Regions from separate parts of the Sus scrofa genome. Here region 2 is linked to region 1. A link is a contact called in public Hi-C data. All regions are on one chromosome and are shown on one strand. The core of a region is the stretch at or near the end of the contact, and the rest is flanking DNA. Distances in the headings are between cores, read along the strand shown. Region 1 holds the start of VNN1 (vanin 1). Region 2 holds the start of TAAR4 (trace amine-associated receptor 4).

Region 1 (6,461 bases), core at 3,085-5,584:
CTGTGCCATTGTGAGAACACCTCTATCTCTTACATTCAGTCTTTTATATCTTAGATTCCACCTTCAGCAAAGCCTGTCAGAGCTACCTTCAGACTTTATTTGGAATCTGGTCATCTCTCAATACCCAGACTACTACCATCTTCATCCAAACACTTATCTCTCTGCCTAGATTACTGCAATAGCTTTTTAACTCACCCTGTTTCTTTACTACCTACTTTCGGGAATCGATTCTCTGTGAGGCTGCTGGAGTAATCCTTATAAAACTGAAGTCAGAGCACGTCACTTCTTTGCTCAAAACTCTCCAAAGGCTACTTTCTCACTCAAGTACCAAAGTCCTTGTCATGGCCCCTTATGCAATCCTTGCCATGGCCCACTTATGCAAGTCTTACGCAATCAGCATCCTCCTGCCTGTTTGCCTTCCTGCCTCTGTCTCCTACCTTTCTACCTCCTCCCCGCCCCACCCCACATCATTTCCACACTAACCTTATTGCTGTTCCTAATATGCCAGACTTGTGCTCTGACTATAGGGTCTTGGGATTTAGAATTCCTTTGGCCTGGAATATTCTTTCCTCAGATATCTGTATGACCTACTCCCTCACTTTCTTTATGTCTCAAAGCCCTTGAATGACCTAAAGGTTTAAGTCCAATGCTTTACATTATATTCACCTTTCCTGCTTTTTCTCCATAACATTTATCTCTATCACATACCACATAGGCAGGTAAGTGAATGATAACTAAATAGAGAGATGCCATTTTTTTTTTTAATTTGGCTATCTTCACTAGAATATAACCTCCAGGAGGACAGAGGTGTTTAGTTTTGTGTCTACCCCATAGCCCAGAACTGTGCCTGGACAGAAGAGGTATTAAAAATTGGTCAACTAAGTGAATACAAGGTATGGAGATACCATTAGTTGATGGAAGAATGGAAGAAAGGCTACCAGACTTCTTGAAGTGGAACAGATGAATCACCCTGATGGGGATTTTCAGAAGGCCCCGGGAAGTTGGTTCTAGAGGAAGGTCATTCAGAAACAAAGCCACTTCATCATGGAAGTGATAATAGGGTGCTTGCCCTTTAGACTGAAGCTCTGGCTTGGGATGTGGTTAAATAAGAAATAATGACAATACAATGAAATATAAAGTAGATGATAAAGATGCAATATACTGAACTTTGTTAAAACCAAGGTGTCTCTACAAGCAAATATAGTTGTTAGTTTACATGGTTTTGAGAGCAGTTCCAAATGAGGAATTCCAACAATTTTAGCAATAGAGCATTTGGCAAGTGAGTTAACTGACACAGTTCCCTTGAATGTATAAGGTATGTATTGTTTTGCTTATATTGAAAGTAATAGTGCTACTTTTTTTTTTTTTTTTTTTTTTTTGTCTTTTTCTAGGGCCGCACCTGCAGCATATGGAAGTTCCCAGGCTAGCGGTCTCATTGGAGCTGTAGCTGCTGGCCTATGCCAGCAGCCACAGCAATACGAGATCCGAGCCTCGTCTGCGACCCACACCACAGCTCATGGCAACGCCAGATCCTTAACCCACTGAGCAAGGCCAGGGACCGAATCCACAACCTCATTGTTCCTAGTCGGATTTGTTAACCACTGAGCCACAGCAGGAACTCTGGATTCCATAAAAGTAATAGTGCTACTTTTTATCAGACTTCATATTTCTTATCCCAGGTTTGATTTAAACCACTTGACGTTGTTCTGCTATCTCGCCTCAATTATCACTTTAAGCTTTGAGAATTTCATACACATGAATCTCACCCATATCTTATTGATGTGAAAGAAAAACTTCAGTCCTAAACTGACACTTGACTGTTTTACTATTCTCTCGCACAGTTTTAAAAGTACAGACCACCTAGGGAAACAATTTTGTTCACTGGTAAGGAGTCAGAAGAGTAGAGTTTGGGTAAGATCCTTCTTCCAACCAACCACTGTGACCCTGACCAGGCCATGCTATCATCTCTCCAGATTCACTCCCTCAATGGAAATTCACATTGAATTTGATGAATTCTTTGTTACCTTATAGCACTGATGGCTATGATTTCATAATTCATAGTCACTTTCCTAATAAACATTATCTGTAGGAGATAAAAATAATAAAACTATCTTGAAACTTAGAGGTGAGAGTGGATCTTATTCAGTGATCATCTACCAAGTTTTCCCAGAAAAAGTAAGTTCATGTTCATGAGCAAATTTTCACATGTTTCTTTACCTGTTGGGATTGGTACAAGGGATCCAGTTCACGTGAGGCTCTGGGATGTCCTCTAAGTATGAGTAAATAGATTCCCTGCTGAAGAAAAAGCCGTAAACACCATCTTCTGGAGTCACAATAATATGTGCACCCTGTTAAAAATAAAGCTAAATCAAAAGACTTTTCAAAGACGCCAACAATCAAAGAGAAAGCTGGTGGAAGGATGTGAATGGTTGAGACATAAACATGCAGGAGTGTTTTTTTTTTTTCCTTTTGCTTTCTATTTTTGTAATTTATTTTCTTTCCCCAACCACTTTCATTTTCAAATTCCACAGGCATCCTTTCTATGCAACGTTTTCATTCTTTGGTAGGCATTAATATTTTTTCAGGCTACACACAGGCTTGCCTCCCACCTCAGCTGTTAACTATAAACCTAGCTCTTCACAAATAAACCCCCTCCCTGACCTTTGGTCAAACTGTTGTGCCCGAGTGTGTCAGGACTGATTTATAACTCACACCTTCACTCCAGCCTTCCCTGCCTCATATCTGGAAAGTATGATTCCTGCTTCTCAGAAGGGGGCTCAGACAGTTACCTGAAGGGTGCCAGGCCCAGAGGTACAACCTGAGCTCACCTGGGTGCCTTTGGTGGAGAATCACCCTGAAAGCTGCTGTGTGGCCTTCGAGAAAATACTTGGACTAAAGATGAAAAAGAATCTCAGAATTCTTTTTTTATTCTTTCCTTTTCTTTTTTGGCCTCCCGGGGCATATGAAGTTCCCATGCCTGGGATTAGATCCGAGCTGCAGTTGCAACCTAGGCTTCAGCTGCCTCAACAGGGGATCCCTAACCCACTGTGCCTGTGTCCCAGTGCTGCAGAGATGCTGTTGATACCACAGAGCCACAGCAGGAACTCCAGCATCTCAGAATTCTATTTTTTTTTTTTTCTGCTTTTTGCTTTTTAGGGCCACACCAGAGGCATACAGACGTTCTCAGGCTAGGGGTCGAATTGGAGTCACAGCTGCCAGTCTGCACCACAACCACAGCAATACAGGATCCAAGCTGCCATCTGCAGCCTACACCACAGCTCACAGCAATGCCAGATCCTGAACCTACTGGGTGAGGCCAGGGATCAAACCCATGTCCTCATGGATACTAGTCAGATTCATTTCCACTGCACCACAACGGGAACTCCAGAATCTCAGGCTTCTCAACAGCCTTTTATTTCTTTGTATGTAGAAGAATGTATGTTGATAGATGTATGGTCTGTGCACATATCCACGACTCTCATCAGACTTCCTATTATCCTCATCTTTACCTGATCTACAAATAGCTTATTTAAACCGTATTCATTCAAATCACACACTTAATGCCTCTTTCAGCTCAAGGACTTACCACGTATTAACGGATATACTTCTGTCTCGTAATTAGAATAAAGTGAGTGTGAAGTATATAGTACATAGTGTTCATCTGCGACTTAAGTTTCATTGCTTTGGTGTTACATATTAAGTAACCAAACCTACAAACTCTCAAGATAAAAAAAAAAAAATACACTGAGGCTACTAATACTCGAAGAATATAACTGATCCCTGACCCACTTATCCTCTACCCTCCATCTGTAGCAGAAAAGAGCAACAAAATTGTTGAATTTACAGCCAGTTCCTCAAAGATCTGTTGCCACTTAATCATCACCAAGCCGTCCTTTTCTAAATGTTTTGCTTTCACTATTAGAGATGCATGATAATGTTCTGGCTCTAAGAACTGGGAAGGAGGACTCTGATTGTAAAGTAAGGTCTCGGCTCTCCTGACACATATGTCATTCAAAAGTTGAACCGACCTCGACGGTGATTCGGTCTCATCAGACCCCACCCTCTCTCTACCTAGAAGCCAGCACACTCAAGAAATTGTACCTGCTTTGCTGCTGACATGATTGCGCCCTCCAAAAGATCCAGATTGCGGTTCATTAACATCAAAGCCTCTTCATGGGATACTGGTGTGAGGGGGGCATCAGGCAATATCACTGCATGTTCATAAACAGCGGCGATAAAGGTATCCAGGGAGCTGGCTTTTAAGACACACAAAAACAGAATCGCCACATAAGCCAGCAACGGAGATGTGATCATGCTGAAGTCCAACAGTTGCTGAAAAACAAAGAGAACAAGCCCTGATATTTATAGAGTGAAAACGCAATAAATCACGTGGTTCCTAGAACTTAGTACTTTGAAAATAAAGGACAAAAGCTCACTTGAAGAAAGCTGGATGAAAACTAACAAGGAGCTACTGCACAGCACAAGGACCTATACTCAATATCTTGTAAAAATCTATAAGGGAAAAGGAGTTCCTGCTGTGGCTCAGGGGAAACAAATCTGACTGGTGTCCATGAGGACGCAGGTTCAATCCCTGGCCTCGCTTAATGGGTTAAGGATCTGGCATTACCATGAGCTGTGGTGTAGGTCGCAGATGCAGCTTGAATCTAGCATCGCCGTGGCTGTGGCATAGGCCAGCAGCTGTAGCTCCGATTGGACCCCTAGCCTGGGAACTTCCATATGCTGTGGCTGCAGTCCTAAAAAGATAAAAAAAAACAAAACAAAAAAAAAAAAAAACAACAAAAAAAAACTATAAGGGAAAAGACTTTGAAAAAGAATATATATGTGTGTGTTTGTGTGTGTATCTGAGTCACTTTGCTGTACACCTGAAACAAACACAACATTGCAAATCAACTACACTTCAATTTTTTTTTAAAAAGAAAGTCTCATGGTTTTACATCATAGACATGTGTATGTAAACAGATATTATGTAACAAATGAACTTCCCTTTTTTGCAGGGGTTCGTAAGGATCAAATATGAAAATGCATGTATGACCATTTGCTAGGGTTGTCCTAAAAAAGTACAACACACTGGGTGGCTTAAACAACAGAAATGTACTGTCTTGCAATTCTGGAAGCTAGAAATTCAGAAGAGGAGTCAGCAGTGTTGCTTCTTCCTAAGGGCTGTTTGGGAAAGACCTGTTCATGCCTCTGCATTTGGCTGTCTTCTCCCTGTGTGCACATCTGGGTCCAAACTTCCTTTATTTTTAAGGACACCAGACAATGGGTTTAGTTCCCACCTGACTCTGTTCTGACCTCATCTGAACTAATTATATCTGAAATGATCTTATCTCCAAATAAGTTCTGAGGTACAGGTGGTTAGGACTTGAAAACATATGACTTTCTAGAATTTATACATTTTAGAACTTCAACCCATGGCAATGTATGTAATTTGAAGAATAAATAACTTTTCAATTTTTAAATGATTATTACTATCCTCAGGTGACTCTTTGAGCTTCATACTTTGTTCACTTTAGTTTCCTCAAAATGAGGAAGCCAGGACAAGGGGGAATATAAAAGGGTTACTAGTTGTCTATTCCTATGTAAAAAATCACCCTCCAAAAGTAGCGGCTTCCAACAGCCGGTATAGATTATCTAACATTTTCTGTGAGTCAGGAATCCAGGGAAAGCTTAGCTGGGTGCCTCCAGCCCAGGGTCCCTTGCTCAAAACAGGACTGGGGCTGGAGTTCCACTTGTGGCTCAGTGGTAACGAACCCAAATAGTATCCATGAGGACTTGGTTTTGATCTCTGGCCAGAATGTGTGGCCAGAATTTCTGGCCATGAGTGTGACTGTTTAAAAAAAAATAATAATGAGAGGGAGAACAAGAGGGAAAGAGAAGAGAGGGAAATAATAAAAAATAGAGGAAGAGCTCACAGATTATGGCCTGGAATAAAGAGTAAATTTCATTTTATTTGTGAATTAAGTACTACATATTTTCAGATTTAGAGAATTGGTGTTTATGATCATTCATTTGGAGATTTCGCTTAGGATGGCATCTTTATAGCTCCATTTGTAAATGAGTATGTCTGATTTTTTTTTTTTTTTTTTGCTTTTTGCTTTTTTGGGTCACACTCTCAGCATATGAAAGTTCCCAGGCTAGGGGTCGAATTGGAGCTGCAGCCGCTGGCCTACACCACAGCCACAGCAATGCCAGATCTGAGCAGCATCTGCAACCTCCACCATAGCTCATGGCAACACCGGATGGTTAACCCACTGAGCGAGGTCAGGGATCGAACCCGAATCTTCATGGACCCTAGTGGGGTTTGTTAACCACTGAGCCACGAAGGGAGATCCAAAATTTTTTTTTTTTTACTTCAGTACTATAGCAAATTTATTCTGTGGCTGCCAAAGTAACCAAGAGACCATGTTTGTTCAGTCTTCCTACATCCAGCCTCCTCTGCT
Region 2 (5,936 bases), core at 1,058-3,557, 93 kb before region 1:
GGTTTAAGAACCAAAAAAGTTTCCAGACATTGCCAAGTGCATTCAAGGGCAAAACTGTCCCACTTGAGGACCACTGGCTTTGAGAGACAGAGCAGTGGTGTGAAGGATGAAGATTGTAAAGGACAAAATTTGAGGGCAAAAGTTCGTGGGCTAGGAGAAGGAAGAGAAAGGGAAAAAAAGACACAGAGAAGAGACACTAATCAAGGCAATGAATATTATCCAAAATGCTGCAGGAGGGAAAGAACTTCAGTTGTGCCTGAAGTTAAACTTGGTGATAATTAGTATGGGCACACACACAACAAAAGAGATGGACATGGCACCCGTGTGTATACATGCAAGCCACATGGATACATAGATCGAGAATATATATAGAAGAACGAAAGAATACATTCCTAAAATCTTCCTTTACCCTTCTCATTTAATAAGACAGTCCAATTTTATCAAACTATTCAAACTTCACATCAATTCTTTTTTTTTTTTTTTTTGTTTTAGGGCCACACCCATGGTGTATGGAGGTTCTCAGTCCAGGGGTCCAGTCGGAGCTATGACTGCTGACCCATGCCACAGCCACAGCAACATCAGATCTGAGCTGAGTCTTCAAACTACATCACAGCCATGGCAACACCAGATCCTTAACCCACTGATCGAGGCCAGGGATTGAACCTGCAACCTTGTGGTTCCAGTCGGATTTGTTTCTGCTGCGCCACAATGGGAACTCCAATTCTTTTGGAAAAGAGATTTAAGTTAGAATCAATAAAATTGGGAGTAACTACAACTGTGTTCTTCCTTCTCCCTTTCCATGTCACTCATGTCCTCCCTACCTCAGCCTCCCAGTGTTCTCAAGCTCTCCCAACTCTGCTAAAACGTAACAACAATCTCAGGAAAGATTTAGAGAAACTCTACATGGCTATCATGAATGTGATGATCAAGTGTGTCTCTTCTTCTGAGGTTTATAAGAAAAAAAAGGAGATCCCTATCTGAGTTATGCTGACAAGTGGAATTCTAAACCTCTAATTTTAGAAATACAGCTATCAGCCAGTTTTGGGAGAGAGTTTCTTTTAATTGGAGCCCCTTCCCCAGAACCCCAGAAATTGACCACTTTGGTAACTCTCGTTTATCCAGGCCATGTCTATTGATTCTTCTTAGTATCTATTACACCAACTGGAAGAATATCCTTATCTAGTCAATCCGTGCTCCCACCTCTAAGGGGAAAGAACATCCAAGATTTCTAGCAGGAAAGGATTTTAGAGAATGAAGATCATTGCCTAAGTATGCACAGGAAATAGCTTAGGGTGGAAGAGTCAGGGCAGAAGATCATGCCTGAGACAATCATCCTTAATGCCTTGCGAAACCAAGGATAAAACATGCCATATATAATGGGGTTGAAAGTGGAATTGAAATAACCTACCAGAGGAAGACATTGTACAAATCTTCAGGAGTTGTAAAACTGATAAAAGGGTCTATGACCGTCAAGATAAAAAAGGGGAGCCAGCACAACACAAATACCCCCATGACTATACTTAAAGTCTTGGTGGCCTTGCTTCCTTTTATGGTTGATGCCTTCCTTTTGCTTGTTGACACAATCTGGTTCATCATAGAACCTGTGCCAATTTGTTTAGCATGCTTCCTGGCTACAGTGAAAATGTGTGCGTAAATCCCCACCATTACTGTCCCAGGGAGAAAGAAGGCTATAAAGGAGGCCAGCACCCCCCAGAGCTTATTAAATATCAACACACACAAGCCTGTGCAGTCAGTGGCTGCAACAAAGTCTTCTGCACCAATTATGTTTAATTCTGAGAATACCAGGCCAAAGGCAAAGAGGATGGGAACAGACCAACTGATGAGTAGAAAGACCCCTATGACAGGGATGGTAATTTTGGTGACATAACATAAAGGGTCACAAACAGCATAGTAGCGGTCCACCGAGATGAAGCAGAGGTGAAAAATGGAGGTGGTACAGAGCATGATGTCACAGCAGCTGTGGACTTTGCAAAAGAGATCACCAAAGTACCAGCAGGACTCAATGGACCTGATCATGCTAAAGGGCATGACCACACAGCTCAGCAAGAAGTCAGTGATGGCCATGGAGAGGATCAGGAAGTTGGTGGGGGAGTGAAGCTGCTTGAAGTAGGCAATGGAAAGAATCACAGCCAGGTTGCCCAGCATGGTCATCACTATGGCACCAATCATGACAATGTACATGGCACCAACACTCAGTCCAGACCTCACATTTCTAGCACACGAATTGTTGGCCAGAGCAAAGCAAAGCTGTATTTCTGGGGCGTTCCAAAGATCCGGTGAATTCATCCTATTTGTCTCCTGGGTAATATGAATCTTTGGCAAAAGTAGTGTGTTCCTTTCTTTCTGTGAAAGAAAGAGGAAAAACAATAAAAATCAGGGGCTGTGCAACTTTTCATAGAGGCCCTGCTAGCTACATTTTCAATTCCAGGTTGAACTCTCTTACGACTGCCAGCACTGCTTCCCAACTTTTATGTATACATCAATCACCTAGAGGTCTTTTCAAAACATACATTCCATTTCTGGGGTGGGAACTGAGAGTTTGCATTTCTCACCAGCTTTTGGAAGATACCAATGATGTTATTCTAAGGACCATCCCTTGACTAAGAAGAGACTAAAGACAACTGAATAAATATTATCACCCAACGTCTAAGTAACCCAGTTAAACCACCCGAGTAATCCAGGTAAGTGCAGGTTCTGATTGTACTAATGCGTAGTCCTTACTCAGGATACTGAAACCCTAGTCAGATCATGATTTTCCCCTGTCCCACCTGTATTAATGAATTTGCTGGATGAAAGCCCCTCAAAATTACCAGGACCTGGGGAACAGTTATGCAATGTTCAGCTTACCTGATACTTAGTATCTAAAGACTGTGCTTCTTTTTTTTAATTGCACTTGTGGATATTTTAAAATGTTTTGGGTCCTGCCACTTAATACTTACTCTTTAGGGAAATAGTTTTCTCTCATTGTGACAGTAGAGATTTTAGGATTTAGAGCAATATACATAAACTAAAATATGATAAAGCCTACACCATTATACAGGAATTATCTAAAAAAAGGGGGAGAAATATCTCAAATGATAGCTTGGATAATTCTCCTGGATTATCCCCTTTCATTTGGCAGCTGCATTTATTTATGAACCCAAATTCAGGGTGAAGACATCTTGTCCACAGGTTCCAAATCTCACACTGGTAACAAATTGGACATATGGAGTGCTCGTTGTTTAGGCTATCACTTTATATAACTTATGCTGTTGTCCTTAAAATGTGAAAATAATGGACTGACTCACCCAGAGTATGACATGGGTGTGATTTGTTTTTCCAGGGCCAGGACTGGAAAAACAATCTGATGACCAATGGCAAGCATTAGTGAGATCTAAGGCCAGGTTGGAGAGTGGACTTTGGCCTGAGAATAGATTAAATCTCCCTGGTCTGTTGAGAAAATGCTCCCACAAGCATGTCCTTGCCAGATTTACTTGGGAAAGATATTAATGAGAGTACACGTACCTTAAAAATAATACTTAACAGTATTTGCTACTAGACTCAGCAATTTTTCCCGATGAGTATAATTTGAAATCTTAATGTTATGTCACATTTTATTTGCTCTGGGTGTAGTGATTTAAGTTCTCATATCAGCATAGTTTTTTCCCATTTTTAAAAATGTTATTGAAATATAGTTGATTTGTAATGTTGTGATAATTTATGCTGTACAATAAAGTGATACAGTTATAAATATACACACATCCATTCTTTTTCAGATTCTTTTCCCATATAGATTATCACAGAATATTGGGTAGAGTTCCCTGTGCTGTACAGCAGGTCCCTGTTGGCCAATCATTCCATATGCCACAGTGTAGCATTGTTCTTAAGATATATTTTAACTATACCAATCAAGTATTATACAATTGACTTGAACTTGAGAAACTACAACAGAGAGCAAAATGTAAGAGCGGCAACGACTTCTTCAACTGCTTTATACACTGCAGACTATCTTTTTTGGAAAACATAGCACGAATTATTTCATTACTTTTCACTTTGGTTCCTAGGCTCTAACATGCTGAATAGAATGAAATCTTAAACACTTAACTACCTTCTTTAATAAATTAACTTTATTCTGCTTTTTAACTTCTTTTACTTTTTTAGTTACATTTTTCTTTCATTTTATTTATTTATTTATTTATTTATTTATTGTCTTTTTAGGGCCACACCTGTGGCATAAGGTGGTTCCCTGGCTAGGTGTCAAATCGGAGCTGTAGCCACTGGCCTACACCACAGCCACAGCAATGCCGGTCTTAATCCACTGAGAGAGGCCAGGGATCAAACTCACATCCTCATGGTTACTAGTTGGGTTCGTTACTGCTGAGCCACAACAGGAACTCCCTCATTCACTATTTTAAAAATTATCTTGAAAGATAGCTAATTACCACAAAATAGCTTAAGTATTTCTCACTTATCTGAAGATGAAACATTCCTAATAAAAATAGTATCGTCTTCAATATTTCTTGGTAAAATTTTTGGAGTTTTAAGTTTCATTTTTGAAAACTTTATCCCTGAAAGCATTGATTATAATTTAATCTCTTAGGTTTGTAAAGTGAGATTTATTTATTTTTATTTTATTTTTTTGGAAGACATGATATGAAATGGCTGCTAGAGATTAATAATATTATTGTATGTTTATGATGAATGGTTATATATATAATGTTTTAGTGAATAATGTTTAGGTGTTAGATTAAAACAAAAGGATAGAGTAAGACACATTTATTTTAAAAGTTATTAATGGGTGATTTGTTAAGGGAATGTTAAGAATAATGGTACTTTAATGCCTTTATCTTAAACTCTTAGCCAAAAGTTATAAAAACAAGTGGGCAAATGCAAACGTCACTACAGGTTTATTGCTTTGTTAAAAGAGGAGATTGTCATGAAATTAAATGCACTTGGAATTTTGTTTGTTTAACTTTAAAAACTTAATAGAATAGATTCCTTTCCTTTGAAGATTCATCTCCCAAAATGATACAGTAATTTTTTAATAAAATAAACTTAAAACCTCTGTGAAATCTCACTTTTCTCACGGGATGTTCTGGTTATGCCTTTTTTCTTTTTAGCAATAACATTTCAACAAAGGACCAAATTAATGACAACACTGCAAACAATGATCTAATGAAAGCATAGAAAAATTGTAAATTTTGCCGGGAGGTAAAAAGTAACATTTGCTAGCAGTTCTAGAGAGCAGCAAAAAATGCATTATTTTTAAGTTCAAGTTTAGTTCTTTCAGGGAAAAAAATTACAGAGTAGGTCAACAGACACAAGGACTCCGAAATAATGATTTTGGAAATGTAAAAGTTCCTCAGAATTTCAAGAAAAAATGGAAAAGAAATTACTTGATAGTTTTTCCTCAAGTATTAAATCTCTAAAATTCTATGAATATGTATGCATTTTCCTCAAATAAGAAGGAACACATCCAATAAGGTCAATAATATATTGCAAACAAAGTGGAAAAAATGAGGAGAGAACTCATTCCACTTGCTTTTCTGGGCGTGATATTTCTCTGCTTACTGGTTACAAAGCTCAAACACTTCGCCTCTGAGACTGTCTCTCTGAAAGCAATGATATTTATCTTGCTCTGACACATCTCACTGAACAATAATTTCCCTGATAAAAGAAATTACTTGTGGGAGTTCCCACTGTGGCTCAGCAGAAAAGAACCTGACTAGTATCCATGAGGATGCGGGTTAGAGCCCCGGCCCCACTTAGTAGGTTGGGGATCCGGTGTTACCATGAGCTGTGGTGTAGGTCGTAGGTTGCAGACATGGCTTGGATCTGGCATTGCTGTGCTGTGGTGCCCGCAGCTGGGATTTAACCCCTAGGCTGGGAACTTCCATGTGCCGCAGGTGTGACCTCCTAAAAAGCACACACACACG

Evidence for each region. Hi-C and Micro-C count contacts between places; a contact is called where the count stands out from the background.
Region 2: a contact with region 1 is called in a Hi-C map of liver, with 6 times the contacts expected there. The contact joins the promoter of TAAR4 here to the promoter of VNN1 in region 1. A contact is called at or near these places in 2 of 47 Hi-C or Micro-C datasets (embryonic fibroblasts and liver).

The regions. Positions count from the first base shown.
Region 1 is chr1:31,001,211-31,007,671 of Sscrofa11.1, reverse strand. It overlaps VNN1 (vanin 1), which reads right to left and starts at 4,334. Exons shown (of 8, transcript NM_214133.1): 1 at 4,102-4,334; 2 at 2,218-2,348. The coding sequence starts at 4,314.
Region 2 is chr1:31,092,443-31,098,378 of Sscrofa11.1, reverse strand. TAAR4 (trace amine-associated receptor 4) reads right to left here and starts at 2,307. Exons shown (of 1, transcript XM_001924894.4): 1 at 1,405-2,307. The coding sequence starts at 2,307. The coding sequence ends at 1,405.